Regions from separate parts of the Dromaius novaehollandiae genome. Here region 2 is linked to region 1. Evidence: chromatin contacts called from public Hi-C data. All regions are on one chromosome and are shown on one strand. The core of a region is the stretch at or near the end of the contact, and the rest is flanking DNA. Distances in the headings are between cores, read along the strand shown. Region 1 overlaps CAMK1D (calcium/calmodulin dependent protein kinase ID). Region 2 holds the start of OPTN (optineurin).

The links. A called contact is a pair of places that touch in the nucleus more often than the background predicts.
Region 2: a Hi-C map of liver shows a contact between it and region 1, with 12 times the contacts expected there. The contact joins the promoter of OPTN here to the enhancer-like site in region 1. A contact is called at or near these places in 3 of 4 Hi-C or Micro-C datasets (brain, liver and ovary).

What each region holds. Positions count from the first base shown.
Region 1 is chr1:3,858,690-3,861,389 of bDroNov1.hap1, forward strand. The region is part of intron 3 of CAMK1D (calcium/calmodulin dependent protein kinase ID); the gene reads left to right. Among named protein-coding and RNA genes, the nearest start is that of CCDC3, 120 kb to the right of the region's middle. Within about 2 kb of position 1,357, at least 1 of the 2 cell types and tissues checked has open chromatin away from gene starts, as enhancers often do.
Region 2 is chr1:4,009,944-4,012,643 of bDroNov1.hap1, forward strand. OPTN (optineurin) reads left to right here and starts at 1,261. Exons shown (of 14, transcript XM_026119278.2): 1 at 1,261-1,388; 2 at 1,714-1,937. The coding sequence starts at 1,772.

The DNA of each region.
Region 1 (2,700 bases), core at 107-2,606:
CAGTACAGAAGAGGGGACATAAGATAAACTCTGAGCATCATCAGCACCCTAAATCAGGGGAGCTGGGAAGGAGCACAGTGAGGCCTCGGTGATCCCCAGAAGGGAGGCAGCATGTCAGAGAGGAGGCTCAGGAGCTCTGTAAACGTCCAGTTTGCTCTGTCAAGACTTCTGAAATCAATCGTTTGTATTTTTTCTGGGTTGATTCAGTCCTCTTTTACCTGCAGCTTGAGTTCTTTGCAGATTATCTGTGTGATTGCATCTCATGTCCCATCCGTCACTTGAGGACCAGATTCAAAGCCCATTTGTAGTCCAGGGAGAAGATGCCTGTGGACTGCAATGACTCAGACTGTAGTATCTCACAGCTCTTTTCAGTAAGAATATAAAAATCTACTATTTTGCCTTGGGCAGATGGTTCCTGGGTGACTGTGGACCGGGTGCTGGGAGAGCTTCATCCTCCAGCTCAAGGACTGTTGCCCACAGGGGTTGGACCTGGTATTAAGGGAGGGACTACCCGAAAGCATGAGCGACTGTTGGACAGTGGGTTCAGCTGCCATGCCCCTCTCTCCATTTTTAAATGGTTTCTGTGCCTATAAATAATGACAATGGCAAAATCGTGGCTATTGTTGGGCAGTCTGTCTCCAGATAAGGAGGCCGGTCTCCTGCTCTGAACCACTCCAACCAGGACGCCGGCGTCGTTGGTGCAGTACATGCACACACGTGTTTCTTCTGCTGGGTAACCGCTGTCCTGCAAGGAAGCTGAGCCTTGGAAACTGTAGTAATGCAGCCTGGTTGCCCTCAGAAGAGGGCTTCAGCCGGCCGTGGAGGTCACGGTCGGCTCGTTTTGTGGCTGAGCTTTCGCATGAGGGAGCGCTCCCGTCCCTGGGGTGAGCTCGAGGCAGTTCGAGCCTCAGCGTTCAGAGGGCAACGCTGGACATGGGCGCTTGAGGCAGCACATTACAGCACAACAACAACCGCTAGAAAAAAACTAGATCATTAAAATATCGTCTCTGTTTTCCCAATAAATAGTTTATTTTAATTGAGTATTATACAAAGGTGCTTTTGGCATGCTGAAATGGACAGACACAAAAAGCACTTTAACAAGGGGGTTTTGGCCTGGTGTTTAACGGTAACAAGGGGGGAGAAACATTTGGCATTTCTGTTTTTCTAACCTCCTGAGAACACACCAGAAAGATTCCTCTTAATTGAACCCTTAAACTTTTAATGCAGTCCCTGGACTGATATGCATTTGCCATATGTTTTGCTTAGCTGTTAAATGGTTGACTAAGGCCTTTGCTTGGCCTGTTAAACTGAATTGATGACATTTTAATATTGCACAGGGAATACCACAGCCAAATAGAAAACAGACATCTGTGGTGCTGCGGTGCTGAGATCGATCGATCCTGGCACTGGCTGAGGAGCAGGACCAGGGAGCTGAGCTGTAGCAACCAGAGCAGCATAAATAACATGGCAAGAGCAGAGGAGCATTTTCATCAGTGGCTTTGAGTGTTCGTACCTAGTTATAACTCATTATTTAAATGCTGTCTAAAAGCACTTTATAAATTGTCTGTGTGAAATGTGTTTTCCATACCGTTCTTTAACAAATGGCTAAAGAGCTTCTTCCATTGCATAAATACATCTGGTTTGCCTGCTGCAGAAGTAGGCTTGCTTTCTCTTTGCAAGGCTTAACTTGGCTTGGGAATTTTTCGGTTAGTTTTGGAAGATATGGAACAAGATTACCATCTGCTAAAAGCACAGCAGCATTAATGTATTCCTTAAAGGGAGGCGTTTGGGTTCCTACAAAGATTGAGGGAACAATTGACACTGGTTTTAAGGAGCCCTTTATTGCTCTGTGACGTTCTCATCAATAAAGAGTAACAGAGCTCCCCCTTCCTGAGTGAATCTTGAGTTACGTCCTGAGAAGTGGAACATTCTCCGAAGGAGGTATGGAAAACACCGTGTGGTTTAGGACATTTTCCAAGAGTTGGAGATACTGGCTTGGAGCCCCCACTCCCCTCTTCCAGCTGGAGCAGGGAGTTGAATTTGTGCTCCCCATCCTGGGAGCTCTGCTGTTCACTGCTAGCAGAGCAGCAAGTTCAGCAGCGTTGACCTGTTGGCAGTGGAGGTACCTGGGGTATCCGAACCACGGATTAGATCATAGATGCCTAATTCCCTCTCGAGGCACCAAGTCCCTGTGTAGATTCCTCTTTCGATGGCTTGCCCAAGACATGTGGCAGAGCAAAGGTTAAACCCTGGTCTCCTGACTTGAGGCTTTTGCCTTGCCTGTGATTTTGTGTGTGCCGAGGAGTGTGATGGTCCTACACTTCTCGCACCTCCCTGCCCACAGTCACGATTTGACTTAGAAAGAAGAATTGTGGGGGTTGTACGGCAGCACTTGCTTTGTGAGTATCAGATGTAATTACTGCAGTAATAATACTGCTTTCTTTGCCAGCTCTAGTGCTAGTGAGACCTTGTTTGGAGTGTGTGCTTTCATTAACAGGCAGTTGGACAAGCAGCTGAGCAGTCAGACCAGCTGGCTGTGGATATTTAACCTCTTAGCACTTTTCTTTGGTCCCTTCATTAGGACCAACTTAGTAACAGTTTACTGACTTGAATGCAGTGGCTTAGGGAGACTCCGTGCCTCCCCCACAGTGCGATGGACCGAGTGCACTTATTTTTAATAGTTTCCTCTCTTTTCAACCT
Region 2 (2,700 bases), core at 11-2,510, 150 kb after region 1:
CCTGTCAGATCACACCTTCCACCGGGCACCAGCCCTTCCTCTTTCTCATGCCGGAGGAGTCTTTGGCTGCAGCGTTCGGAGGGCAGCGGGGGAAATCAGTCTGCAGAAGGGCATGACTTCATGGCAGAGCACTCGATCCACAGCTCCTAGGAGATACCAAAGCAACATTTCCAAATCAAAAGACCTTATTTTTGAGCCATGCAGTTATTTAATCAAAGACTGACATCCTCCTTATGGAAAGCAGACATTTTAGCTAAAATGACATATTCCGTTGAAAGCAAAGGAACCAAAACATCATAATTGGCCCTAACTATTACACAAGAACAGCCACTCTAAGGCCCTACCAACCCCTGTAGGATCCTACCAGCCCAGTGTCCTGTCACTGACAGTCACTGGTGGTTGCGGTTTAGAGAAAAAGGAATGTGTTAACCGGACTGTCATTCCTAGCTCTGCCTACCAGGAGCTGCCAAACAGCTTTAAGGACTTTCCAGACTAGAAACTGTATCCAGGTATGATGCTAACAGTCAGTAATGGGCCTATATACCTTGAGTGTGGCTAATCCCTTCCTGATCTATTTGCCTCCATGGTATCGCATGGCAATAACCTCTAAAATGTAATTATGCACTGTGTGAAAAGCACTTTGTGTGTTTTCCACCTGTTGTCTGATCGTGTTTTTGTGCCCCTTTTAATTTCTGTGTAATGAGAAACACTTCCTGATCATCTTTCTTGATACCACTGTTGACTCTGCAGGCCTCTGTCATCTCCGTCCCTATTGTCTCTTTTTCCAGCACAAAATCCAAGACTTTTCAATCTCTCTTGGTACGCAGCATGCTCTCAGGATGGTATTACGGGCATTCATGACTCTTTCTACAGAGCTGAGCCTATCTCCCGAGGCTGTGAGCTCCCGAGGCTGCGTTAAGCCCAGCGTGGTCCTTGCCCTCCCCAGTGCGGCAGGATCTTTCTGCCGGGCCCAGCTTAGAGACCTGCAGGCGGCAGAGGGGCTGCCGCGTCCCCCTGACAGAGGGCTAGGGCTTCCCGGCCTCCCTTATCTACACGCTGCCTGCGGGCCTGGTTTAGGGCATGCTGTGGCGGGGATTCGGTGAGGCCATTTGGTGGCCGCAGGGGACTCGGCCGCCCAGGGCCGGGGGGCTGCGAAACGCAGAAGGCCCTGGGGGAGCAGCCCCGGGGGCAGGGCAGGGGCCCGAGGCAGCCTGGGGGCACCCGGTCCCCGGGGCGGCGGGGCGGGAGGCGGCCGGGGCAGGGCGGATTTTCCGCAGGAAATCCCCGCGGAGGTAGGCGGGGACGCGGTGGTCAGCTGAGCCGCGCGCCGCCGCCGCCACAGCCACCGGGGCCGGCTGTCCGCGGGCCATGGTCGCGCCGTGAGCGTGGTGAGCGGGTCGCTGGCGGAGGACCCCAGGGAGCTGTGGGCCCGCTGAGGCCGCGGTAGGCCCGAAGCGCCGGGGTCCTGCCGCCCGTGCGGGCCACGCACGGAGAAGGGGGCCCACGCGGGAAGGGGACCTCGTCCGAGGTTTGTTCCGGGACACAAGCGCATCCTCCGCGTGGTCCTGTGAGGGGTTAATGCGATATTGATGCTCCTGGCAGGTGTTGTGGTGGTGTCAGCAGGGTTGGCCGGTGCCTCCGTATCACAGTGAGTTGTGCGGCTTGCTCGCCCGGATAAAACGAAAGTATGGTTATGTTTTCTTTTCTCAGCAGTTCATCGGTGAGGGAGCGGATCTTCCTCCGCGCTAACCTCATCGCAGCCGCTTCAGGGATGTCTGGCAAGTTGCAAAGCCGTCCTGCTGAAAATGGAGAGCATCCCAGGAGGAGGATGGAAAACGGCCCGGACGGCGCGGCTTCCCCCGCCCTCAGCACGTACACACCGGAAGAGATGGTGCAACAGATGAAAGAGCTCATCACCGAGAACAACGAGTTAAAAGGTGAATACATCCCTGAAACGCAAAAGGCCCGGCTCTCTTCTGCAGGCTTCTTTGCCATACGAGTGTGAATTCGGTGCTCCTTTGCCCCTGCTGGATAACATTTTGTACCTGGGGAGCCTTCAATGTAGAGGCAACCCTGCAAGAGGCGAGGGCGGTGTGATATGACACAGCAAGTTGGATCCATGTGGAAGAATAGGGGGAGAACAGCTCAATTTATGGGTGAATTATTTGCTTGGGAATTACCGACATAATTAGTATAGCACTGTGCATTTTAGCAAGTGAGGTGAAAAATCTGTTTTGCTATCACGTGATATAAAGAGCTGTCTTTACTCAGCAACTGTTAAAAGCTTTTATGGTTTGTGTTTTAGGACCGCTGGGCAGCTCCATTACAGACTGACCAAACATTTTGCTGTAGCTGCGTCAGAAGGGGTGGGTACTGCACCGTGCCCAGGACAGTTTGGGTTAGGATGCTCTCTGAAAGGAGTTGAATCATCTCAGGCAGAGAGGGGAATTCAAGCAGGCCATCCTGCATTATGTGTAGTAATCACTAAGAAATGTAGCTGTGGTGGCACCTTCTGTACTTTAAAAAGAAGTGGCAGCCATGGCTGAGTCTATCTGGTAGAAAGCAATAGCAGGTTTCCCTGAAAATGCCTAATGAGTTGAGCCTTTGAAGGGAGAGAACTTTGTTTCTGGAACCCATGAGTTTAGGTGTAGGAGATACATCTATATGTATATATATATATATATATATATATATATAGTT